Regions from separate parts of the Zea mays genome. Here region 1 is linked to region 2. A link is a contact called in public Hi-C data. All regions are on one chromosome and are shown on one strand. Each heading gives the region's core, a stretch centred on a gene start, on an enhancer-like site or on the middle of the called end of the contact. The rest is flanking DNA. Distances are from core to core; before and after follow the strand shown. Region 1 holds the start of LOC100281739 (transport inhibitor response 1 protein). Region 2 holds the start of LOC100275307.

Region 1 (6,137 bases), core at 1,445-3,944, 260 kb after region 2:
GATCGAATGATCGAATGAACGAACGATCGGAATTTCGGCAGTATAACGGTAGGAAAAAGATTATTAGGACGAACGAACGGACGAACGATCGAACGATCGGACGAACGGACGAACGAACCATGAACGATCGGACGAACGATCGAACGATCGGACGAACGAACGAACAAACTAAGAACAGGGGACGAACGATCGAAGAACGATCGAACGATCCTTGTGCTAGTGTGTGCTTGTGTGGAACATGGAGTGGGTGTGTGTGTGTGGGGGGGGGAAGAGAGTTGCCATGAAATGGCTTGGGGTGGGATGAGAGGAGGCCCTTGCCCCTCTATTTATAGCCATGGTGGGGGGATTAGGGGGAGGGATTAGAGATGGCAATGGGTAAATACCCACCGGGTATTACTACCCCATACCCATACCCACGACACAAAAATAATCCCACCGGGTCACCCATATACACTGGCGGGTATGGATTTACCCCCATACCCATACCCATGTGGGTATGGGTCACCCATCGGGTCACCCGTACCCACAAAAATTAAACAACTATCAAAATACTATACTATACAAATGGTAAGTATATCCATATAAATAACATTACAAAATTTTCTAGCATCATTTAACCATCCATTTAACACACCAAAGATAATTGGATAAAGTAGTAATACTATGATAGTACTACATAGCACATTACCTGTTCCATTATATGGTCATTAAATTGTTGTTCAATAGTAAAAAAGTTGGATGACTAAATTCCAAGTGCATTCTTCGGATAAGTTTATATTGGGTATTTTATACCCACGGGTTAACGGGTATGGGTGAAGGCGGAACGTTCTAATACCCGTTTACCCATTGGGTGAAGGTTTTTGCCCAATAACAGACCCACGGGTAGAATATTTAGCCCACATACATACCCTAATGGAGTAAATACCCATCGGGTATCGGGTCGCGGGTACCCATTGCCATCTCTAGGAGGGATGAGAGGATTAGTGGGAGGATGAGAGGATTAGTGGGAGATTAGCTTGTATTTGTCTTATATGAGTGTAATTAGCTTGTAGAGCTCAACGTATGACACCGGAGGCATACGTATACGTATGAGCATGACGAAAGTTATGAAGAAAATATTTGTAGGGACTTGAAAAATGATTCTAAAGGTATTTCTTAAGAAGAAAATACCTGGAGATATATCGGTGGAATATTTGGGCAGTATTTCTGGACAGAACTTGAAGAGGATCACTAGGGAAATATCTGGGCAGTATTTCTGTAAACAATTTGAGGGGGATCACTGGAGAAATATTTGTAGGATATTTTGAGGAGGATTTTAGAGAGAATATAGACCACTATAATTTATTTGTTGATATCAACTCGCAAACAAACATTTTGAAATGAAATTTCAAATTCATTTTGAATTTAGGGCGAGTTTGAGAAAATTTCAGAATTTGAATTTTTGGGAGGCTACATTTAGAGTAGTAGAGATACAATGTGGTTCAAGATTTTAAGTTTTAGAATTAGTTTTCGAGCTGTTCATACCACTATTTTGTTGGTAAAATGAAGCCTTCAATGAAATAGAGGGCTGCTCACTTCTATTGTTATTGCTCTCGCACATACAATTTCCACTTGTGTGAATGACCAAGCGATGATGTTATCGCATATGGTGTGGCATGAGCCTACAATTTCACTGTAGTTATGAAAACTGATCAGTCAATGATGATGAATCATACGAGCCTTTTTATACTTCAGCACGTTCTTTGATAGGGGACGAATTTGCACGAGGTGTTATGAACTGCATGCAGAGGTGAGCAGTGGGAGCGTTTGCGTATTAAAGTGCACTGCACTACAATACTTGTTTGTGGATGTTGAGCGTTTACTTTAGCTTAATCAATCTTATAGTTTTTAATTAATTAATGTTATTTTTGTCGTCCATGCAAGAGGATCTCCATCGTTTCGCAAGATAGGAGCCGCCAAGCACATGTTCGGTTTTGTTTAGAACTTCATGTTCCTTTCTATCCCGAATACTTATATCCTTATTCGGATGATGGTGCCTAGCAACAACGATAGCATGTCATTGACTTGGACGAGCAACCATAGATCTCTCTAAACAACTTATGTGCCGTCGCAACGCACGGGCACCTACCTAGTAAAGATAAAAAGACCCAATAACGTCTCTCTTTAATCTTCATGGCGCACATATGGACTAGGAGACATGGGCGGAGGCGACGATCGAGAGGAGGGAAGAGGCGGCGGGACTACCATCCATCGTCTTGTGCCTAGGGGTGGTAACGGGCCATTTAATTTAGCCTAGCAAATTTAAGGATCGAGTCAAGTTAGGACCAAATCATAAAACGATACAATTTTGAACTAACAAAATTAAGAGCTTTGTTGATTTTTAAAGCAAGTATTAGGGCCATGATCCATTACCACCCTTTCTTGTGCCATCGCCGGCGGCGGCAAGAACGGAACCGTCGTGGGAGATCGATGGTTACATGAGGGCTGAGGCTCGTCGTGGGCTAAGGAATAATTTTTGAGGGAACAAATTTGAAGGGGTTATTCGTAAAATCGAATTGCCTTGGCGAGAGGGTGTAGTTGTAAAATATCAGCCGGCAATCAAGGACGCATGATCCAGGACCAGGATTGCACGTTTGCACGGAAGTTTGATCTATAAATATTTAGCAAAAAAAAAAACAACAATAGAGAGACGTAACGTAACAACCTCGGCTTCTACGACTAGGAGTCGAAGTCGACTGACGACTCACGACTGGCGTAGCGTAGGAGGCGGCGGTTCCAAGCGACCATCCAATAATCGCCACCCTCACGCGAGAAATCCCCGGTATTCTCCCCTGCAGATTCCATCTCGTCGCCCCCTTCTCCGATCCGATCGGTCTCTGATCGCTGCGTTTCCTGGTTCCTCAAGGTTTATTGGGGAATTTTTTTAGCGAGTTACCTCTTTCCCCTCTTGTGGGCTCTGCGGGGAAATTTAGGGTTTAGTATTGGGGTTGATCGGACGATCTAGTGTGGTTAGGCCAACGATTCTCCCTGCTGTGGCTCATGATTTTCCAATTTCGTGTAAATCCGGTTCGGTGTGGTGCCTTGTTTTTTTTTCTGTTTTCTTTATTAGGGCTCGGATTCTGAGTCACGAAATGAATGATCATCTGATCTTGTAGTTTTGGGGGACTTCGTCTCTCGTAGGAGGGATTCTTTGGCTGAGGTAGTGAGGTTGCCCTCGGATTGGTCCAAAAACGAAAAAGTTAGCCCTCTTCCTCAGGTCCAATTTGGCATTTTTTTCAGAACACATACGATTTCTGCCAGTCTGAAGTTTTGGACTTTATGTGAGCTGTTGCCAATTCAACTGCTTCTGCTACACGATCCATTAACTGCTTTCCGATCCGTGTTCTGTGATGTTTGCCCTCTTCCTCAGGGCCAATTTGGCAATTTGTCAGAACACACACAGGTATGGATTTTATATGAGCTGTTGCTAATTCAACTGCTTCTGCTACGCAATCCATTAACTGCTTTCTGATCCGTGTTCTGTGCTAACTCTTGTCGATTAAGCGTTGCTTTGTGCGAGATATTTGAAATAATGTACACGCCAGCCAACACGTGGCTTCGCCAAATGGTCATGGAGCCGTAGAACTTGCCAAAATGCCTATAAATACATTGATATAATACTCCTATTTTTTTTGTAACATTATATCTTATGTTTTTTGGCAACGACTGCTATTCAAGCAGTCCTTTTTTGCAAGCGTGCAAGCAAACTATCTGATCCATTATATTACGACCCAACCACAGATACAAAGAAGGTTTGTTAAGGGTTTTTTATAAAGATTATTGAGCTGGTGGTGGAAGGGTTTAAGTGTTAAATGTGACCTACGGTTGGATCGTAATCTAATGGATCAGATGGTTTGCTTGCACGCTTGCAAGGAAGGACTGCTTGCATAGCAGTCGTTGCCATGTTTTTAGCCTTTGTATAGACCAAAATACCTTTATCATACAAAAATTATCTTACTCTTCTTTATATGCCTTTTTCTTGTTAATAGATAATATAATTAACACATAGTTAATAATATTAAAATCATGGAATATATATTTAATAGTATTCGTGTTAACTCTTGTCGATTAGTAGAACTTTACAACCAAGGTCTGCTTTGTGCAAACTGGCCCGTAGAGGAGTACCAAATTGGCGTTCATTGCTGCAAATGTTCGTTACTTAATGCCTCTAGCTGATAATATAAAATTCTGTCCATGTTGTTTGTTTGTGAGCAGGCAACTTTTGGGGAACTACACGTGTATGGAGTTTTATTAGTATTCCAGGGGCGTCACAATGGCATACTTTCCTGATGAAGTAGTAGGGTATATCCTTGGTTATGTAACGTCGCATCAGGACCGCAACGCGGTGTCCTTGGTCTGCCGGGCATGGTACGACATTGAGCGTCATGGCCGCCATTCAGTGCTTGTAAGAAACTGTTATGCGGTGTGCCCAGAGCGTGTACACATGCGGTTTCCCAACATGCGTGCACTGAGCTTGAAGGGCAAACCGCACTTTGCTGAATTCAACCTTGTCCCGGCGGGTTGGGGTGCCACTGCAAATCCATGGGTGGATGCGTGCGCCCGTGCATGCCCAGGTCTTGAGGAGCTCCGGCTGAAGTTTATGGTTGTGACTGATGAATGCCTCAAGTTGCTTTCTCTATCCTTTACCAACTTTAAATCACTTGTCCTTGTTTGTTGTGAGGGGTTCAGTACTACCGGGCTTGCTAATATTGCCACCAATTGCAGGTGAGAATTCTGAAAACTTAGGCATTATCATGTTTGGGAAAGTGCCTAGTGACCATTGTTTTAGTTCATCTAGCATGCCCATTTAATTAACAAACAATCCATTTCAGTATTATGTTTGCAATCTTCATCCTGCTGATGCTGAGTTTATTGTGTCTACACCATATTATACCAGATCATGTATGCCTTTCCATCTCTGTATACTTCCTTGGTTATTGATTATTAAAAGTTATCTGCTGTGTGTTTATAGATAAAGACTTCCCAATGCAAATAATTGACGCAATGCAAAATCTACGAAACAGAAGTTATCTACACTTCTAGTTTTTTCCATAGCTTATCTGTATGATACTTGAATACTGAAATATTGTTTATGTTTACTTTGGTTTATATCCAAATACCATAATTGAGATCTTCAATGCTTGGCAGAGCATAAACTCTCAAACTTAGTATCTAGGTTCCCGGGTCGATGGGATCGAGGAACGGGAACGTGGTAGTGGTACGCTACTAAACTAGGTTTTAACACTACGGGAATGAGATTGTTCCCAGATTCCTGGAACGGAATGAACGTTCTTGGAACGAGGAACATGGCCAAGTTCCACGTTCCCGGTTTCTAAGCTCTCGAACTAAAATCTTTGACAAAGATGGTACAGTAGTTTCTAGTCTGCTTAGTACATGCCTATTGTCTAGTGCTTGAGTGATTGTATGAGTTCCATTCCTTGTTTCTATCTCTCTAGCAAAGTACATACTGAAAAGGCATGATTGAGACATCTAGCTAGAACAAATAGATTTCAATGATGGAAGAAAGCTCAAGCTGCAGTTATATAACATTATTGGCTTCCAGTTTTGGCATCTTCTATTGTGTTAAGAAAACTTCATTTTAATTGACAAAGTGTCATCTTACTATTTAGTTTGCTAAAGAGATGTTACTCATGGTTAGTCCACAATATTTTACATTTTTACATATCTTGTAGCTCTTCACTTTCAGGTTTCTTAAGGAACTAGACTTACAAAAGAGTTGTGTGAAACATCAAGACCATCAGTGGATTAATTGTTTTCCCAAGTCTTCAACATCACTAGAATGCTTGAATTTTTCCTGCTTGACTGGGGAGGTGAATGCTGTTGCACTGGAGGAACTTGTTGCAAGGAGTCCAAATCTTAAAAGTTTAAGGCTGAATCTTGCAGTTCCATTTGATGTTTTGTCCAGAATCCTTTCTCGCACACCTAAGCTAGAGGATTTAGGCACAGGATCCTTTTTACAAGGCAATGACCCTGCTGCATATGCCAGTTTATGTAGAGCTCTTGAGAACTGCACTTCACTGAAGAGTATATCTGGTTTTTGGGATGCTCCAGGCTTTTATGTTCAAGGAATTTTGTCA
Region 2 (5,676 bases), core at 3,154-5,653:
CATTGATGTGATCAATGAAGTCAAGTCTTTTCTATCAAAGAGTTTTGATATGAAAGATCTGGGAGAAGCTGATGTGATTCTAAACATCAAGCTGATTAAGGCAGATGGTGGGATTACTCTCTCGCAATCTCACTATGTTGAAAAGGTTTTGAAGCGATTTGGCTTCTCTGAGTGCAAACCTTCTCCAACACCTTATGATCCCAGTGTGAAACTGCGAAAGAACAAGAGAATTGGTTTAGACCAATTGAGATACTCTCAGATTGTCGGTTCACTCATGTATCTTGCTGGTGCAACAAGGCCCGATATCTCGTTTGCTGTGAGCAAATTGAGTAGGTTCATGTCAAACCCCGGGACTGATCATTGGCATGCACTTGAGCGGGTTATGCGCTACCTGCAAGGTACAATGAGTTATGGAATTCACTATTCTGGTCAGCATGCAGTACTTGAAGGATATAGTGATTCGAACTGGATATCTGATGCAGACGAGCTTTATGCCACCAGTGGTTATGTCTTTACTATTGGTGGAGGTGCGGTATCATGGAGGTCATGCAAACAGACCATTTTGACGAGGTCAACCATGGAAGCCGAGCTAGCTGCACTTGACACAGCAACCGTTGAGGCAGAATGGTTGCGTGAGCTCTTGATGGACTTGTCGGTGGTTGAAAAACCAATACCAGCTATCCTTATGAACTGTGACAATCAGACAGTGATTGCTAAAGTGACGAGTTCTAAGGATAATGGAAAGTCATCAAGACATGTCAAAAGACGTTTGAAGTCTGTCAGAAAGTTGAGAAACTCCGGAGTTATAAGTGTGACTTATATTTCAACAGATAAAAATCTGGCAGATCCTTTTACCAAGGGACTACCACGTAATGTGATAGAAATCGCATCGAGAGAGATGGGTATGAGACCCGAATAAAGTTGCCATGGTGGAAACCCAGTCTATGTGATCGGAGATCCCGTGAATTAGGTCCTGGGAAGAACAAGCCATTGGTGAACTGAGGAGAGTAACCTTTGACCCTCTCTAAGTAAAGATGCAATACTCTCAAATGCTGTAAGGCAGGTTGGCTTTGTGCCTTAATGTGTTCTGTTGGCTTGTATTAGCGAAGATGTTGTCCTGCAGAACATTCTTTGAAAGAACACACCTATATGAGTTAGACTGTCTAACGTCGCAGTCTATGAGATTTGGGTGATCTCTAGTAAACTCATGAAGAGACCTTGGAGTACGACGTATATGCTCCACCCGAGAAGGGGACTACTGGTAGCCAAGTACTGGTCATGACTTCAAGTGAAACCCATTCACGCAAAACTTGCAATTCAAGGCATAGTCCATTGTCCAAGTTGTGGGTTGGTGTAGCTTGGAGTTCTAGGCGGAAGTTCAACTTAACAGTCTCTGCTGAAAAACTAGTATATTAAACAGTAGTGAACAGTGGCGAAAACTGCAGATGGGCATTTGAGATCTGGTGGGGGATTGTTAGGATTTACGGGCTTGGCCCAATTAAGAAATTCTAATAAATCCCAGGAAAATCTCAAAAGCCCATACAAGTGGATGGCTAGGGAATTGGTGGAACCAATAGCACCATATTGCTAGTTCTAGTGGAGTAGAGCTAGCTTAAATATGGAAGCCACACTCACTCACCAAGTCATGGATGAGAGGAGAGAGTGTGGAGAGCCACACGCGCGCGCTCGCTCGCCTCGCCTGGCCGGGCCGGGGCGGGGCGGGGCGAAGGGCGCGGGCGCACGACATGCGCGTGAATGGTCCGCCGAAATCCGGCCCCTCGCCTTGCGGGGGTGCGGCTACCTTTTGCCGTTTGATTTTTGGTTTCTTGGCTGTTACACTTATCCTAACCGATCGCTATAAAATCTCAACTGATTGCGAGATTTTCGTGGGCGGATAAGCTCGGGGGTCGCGGACTCGGCCCTATAAAAGGAGCCCGGCAGCCAGCCTCCAAATCATCCCAGTTTCGCTTTCGCCTCTCTTCATAGCTGAGTCGTCTTTTAGTTCCCTTCGTCCCGACCGCAGAGGTGCATCTGCGATCAGGAGAACAGGTCTCTGGAACCCTTCGTCTTCTAGATCCTGCACCGGGAGAGGACGAATAAGGTTTTTGGGAAGCGTCTTCACGCGACTGCTCGTGATCTTCTGACCTCGTCGACCCTGCTGATTTCTCTACTTCGACATCGTCGACCCTGCTGATTCCGGCGCGCGTCATCTATCAGTAAGTCTAATCAGTACGCATCATTTGATTTGGTTTTTTTATTTCAGTTCTTCTGATTTGGTCATGATTTATATTCGGAATTTAATTTGGAATTTGTTTAATTATTCAACAACATCACCTTATCTAGAATAGATTGATTCTTCAAATCAAATACGCCTTTAGCGTACATATGTTCGTTGTTCACTGCTAGAGGTGAAGACAGTTTTTCGTCCTCTCTCTATCTAACACCCTTTTACACACTACTAGTCATATAACTATACATTGTTATGGTTTCTATACAGCGACGGAGCACAAACCAAAAATAAGGTATGGTAGTGAAAAGTGGCGACTTCCTTTGTTCCTTGCTGGTTCGCTTCTAAATTTCTAATCCTCTGTTTCTCACTGTCATTGTCTCACTTCCTCAATCACGTTCATTGTGTTGTGCACATACAGACACATGGCCTGACAGGTTGACAGCCTCACTACTTCAAGCCTTCAATTGGCTCGACGTCGGCCAGACGCCAGAGGCCGAGGCCCGACGGGGCCAAGGAGGGGAGGCGGCAACCGAAGAGGCGTGGTCGAGCTCAGCCAGTCGGGTGAGGCAAAATCACGGCGAGGCGCGGTCCAACGAGCTCCGGTGGCCGACGACAAGAGCTGTGCGCTGTGCGTGACTGCGCGCGGTTGGTGGGTTGCGGCGTGCCGGGCATGGAGCTAGCGGCTGGCTGGCGCCGTCGGGCGTAGAGCTGGACAACTGGTGGTGGTGGGCGATGGTTGGCAGCGACCGCAGAGCAGGGAGACTGACGCGCGGAAGCTTGGTGAGTTGCGTGCGGGGTGGATCTGCTGATGGGCGTGGCCGCTGGAAAAAATATGTTTAACTCCTTTAGCGGATTGGGCTGAGGTATGGCGTAGGCCATACTTGACCATAACAGGCTCTCCGCCCCTGTTTCTATATATTATGTAGATAGTTTTAGTTTTAATAAAACATAAAAATATGTGTTCTATTTGTTAGGTGGATGTGAATGGTGAGCCGATGAATAAGGCTCAAACCCTCACTTTGCATAATTTTACCTTATTGTGTATGAAGCATGAAGAGGAAGACCGGATTGGAAGAGTGACGCTTAAGGTCTTGTTCGTTTGTACCGGATTAGCGGGTCAGAACGATTTTTAACCGGATTGTTTCTCTAATTTATATAAACTTTGATTAGCTGGAACGATTCCGGGTGCAATCCGACACAAACGAAAAGGCTTAAACAATCGTGGAAGATTTATGCGTTATTACTAGCACTGTATATCAAAAGCGATATACAGCCCACAGCCCCACACTACAGTATACTTCAACAAGGCAACCAGCTTGCTACGACTCTAGTAGTTTGGTAGCTAGTACTCCCTCCGTTTTTTTATTTATCGCTGGATATTGAAATTTTACATTATCCAGCGATAAATAAAAAGAAACGGAGTGAGTAGCTACTAGCCCTGGCCGTCGACCTCCAAGCTCCTAGGAGTCAACTGGAAGAAGTGGTCCCAAGCGTAACGGAAGCTCACGATGCCCATGCTCGCGATGGACTCGCCGGCGTTCACTAGGTAGACACCGCCGTCCACTGGGCGGAACAGGGCCGGGTCGACCTCCACCGTCGTCGCGAAGCCGCCACCGTCCACGCGCACGTTCCTGACGCTGCATAAGCACAGGTTTTTCACCTGGACCTCGAACAGCGTGTCGCCGGCAGCCGCCGTCGCGCCCGTGTTGACGGTCTGCACGTGGATGCTGGACGTGCCGCATGGCTCGCCCTTGGTACCTGTTGCTCAGTACGTAATTAACAAATGCTGGAACCTTTCAAGAATATATGATCAATAATTAGGGGTACTGGGTACCAATGCAAAGAATAATGTCTACAGATTATATGTACAATATGTTCTTGGATGCATGTGTTTACGGCGCTTAATTCAAATTTAAGCGAACTAAATCGTCTCAGAATTTGTCGAAATTTCGTCACTACGCAAACATGCCCTACTGACAAAGTTTGCACAACGAGCAGGTCGATTTGCAGGCCTTACGTACCCCGAAGAGAGACGGCGAAGAAGAGGAGTACGGCTGTCAGGAGCTTGACGACCGCAGCAGTGGTCGTCATGTTTCTTCTTCTTCTTGCTTTCGTGGAGCTTGCTGATGTATATGTTAACAACTGGTGACCAGCTAGCTTGCTTGTTTGGTGATGAAGTTGATGCGCAGCAGTGTTGCATTTATAGAGACAAGGGACCGAGGCTGCTGCAAGGGATTGGCACGAATCTATGCTCCTGCATTTGGTGGTCGCTTTCGTTGTGTCCCCATTGACTTGAACATCGAAGACTATGACCACTGGAGTTCCTTACATATAAAATGACTCGATCCCCACCATGACTTCGGAACGAGGTAGTACGTGGGTATGCAATTGCAATTACCGAAATGTATAGTTGCCCAAACGGGCGGCCCGGCACGGGCCCGTTAGGCCCGACAGGTAATCGGGCCGTGCCCGATCGGCCCACGTGCCGGAGACGCGGCCCAGGCACGGCACGCCGGTCTGGTAGCCGTGCCGGGCCGGCCCGTTTAATTTTTCCATATTGCCTCATTAAACCAGAAAATGGCAAAAAACCTGTGCGGGATGGGGTTTTGAACCCACAACCTCCCTCTACAAGGTTGGAAGCACTATATGTAACACACTAACCAGTAGAACTCTCATGCGTTTGTTGTAAATAGCAAATATAAAATCATAATATATATATACTATGTTTTCTAAAATAAAAAAAATATAATCGTGCCGGGCCGGGCCGGCACTACGGGCCGAGACAGCGGCCCAAGCACGGCACGGCTGTCGTTCCGGGCCCGGCCCGGCACTATTAAACGGGCCGTGCTTCGGGCCGGCCCGTTAAGCACGGCCCATTTGGCCATCTATACCGAAATGAACAGGCTGTGTCCGGACGCTAAAGCGTCCGCTACGGTAAATTTAGCGGTTGTTAGTGTTCTCTATGCCTCCAATAACGAACGGTAAATCATCCTCTAAAATATAGAGGCATCACAGCGACCGCTAAATCTGGCTGTTTCCTATTCATCCGCTATCTATACGCGTCGTTGTCTTCGAGCATCTCGAGCCGCAGCGACACACCACGGACTTGACAACCCCACACTCATCAAGACAGCAGGAGAACCACCGCGCCATGGCCGTCGGGACGGAGCTTCCCCGCTGTGTCGCGCGCACCTGGCCGCGGCATCTGCATCCGCACGCTGGAGGCAGCACCGACATGGTGATGAAGCTTGGGAAGACCTCCATGGACGTCCCGGCCTCTCTGAGTGTGGAGTCCGCGAAGGGACGCCATTGCTGCAGGGGAAGAAGCTCGATGCAACAGATTTTGGAGCAACGAGATGCGGTCAGGACTTGGAGAACGAACTAGAAGAAGAATACATACGCTGGTTTGGGGAATTTGGGGATAGAGTTACCGTTCAAACAAGAAT

What was found. Hi-C and Micro-C count contacts between places; a contact is called where the count stands out from the background.
Region 1: a contact with region 2 is called in a Hi-C map of leaf, with 6 times the contacts expected there. The contact joins the promoter of LOC100281739 here to the promoter of LOC100275307 in region 2. A contact is called at or near these places in 2 of 25 Hi-C or Micro-C datasets (leaf and tassel).

What each region holds. Positions count from the first base shown.
Region 1 is chr2:229,095,738-229,101,874 of Zm-B73-REFERENCE-NAM-5.0, forward strand. LOC100281739 (transport inhibitor response 1 protein) reads left to right here and starts at 2,695. Exons shown (of 4, transcript NM_001154659.3): 1 at 2,695-2,821; 2 at 4,255-4,764; 3 at 5,747-6,137. The coding sequence starts at 4,313.
Region 2 is chr2:228,831,793-228,837,468 of Zm-B73-REFERENCE-NAM-5.0, forward strand. It overlaps LOC100275307, which reads right to left and starts at 4,404. Exons shown (of 2, transcript NM_001365946.1): 1 at 4,252-4,404; 2 at 3,450-3,988. The coding sequence starts at 4,321. The coding sequence ends at 3,663.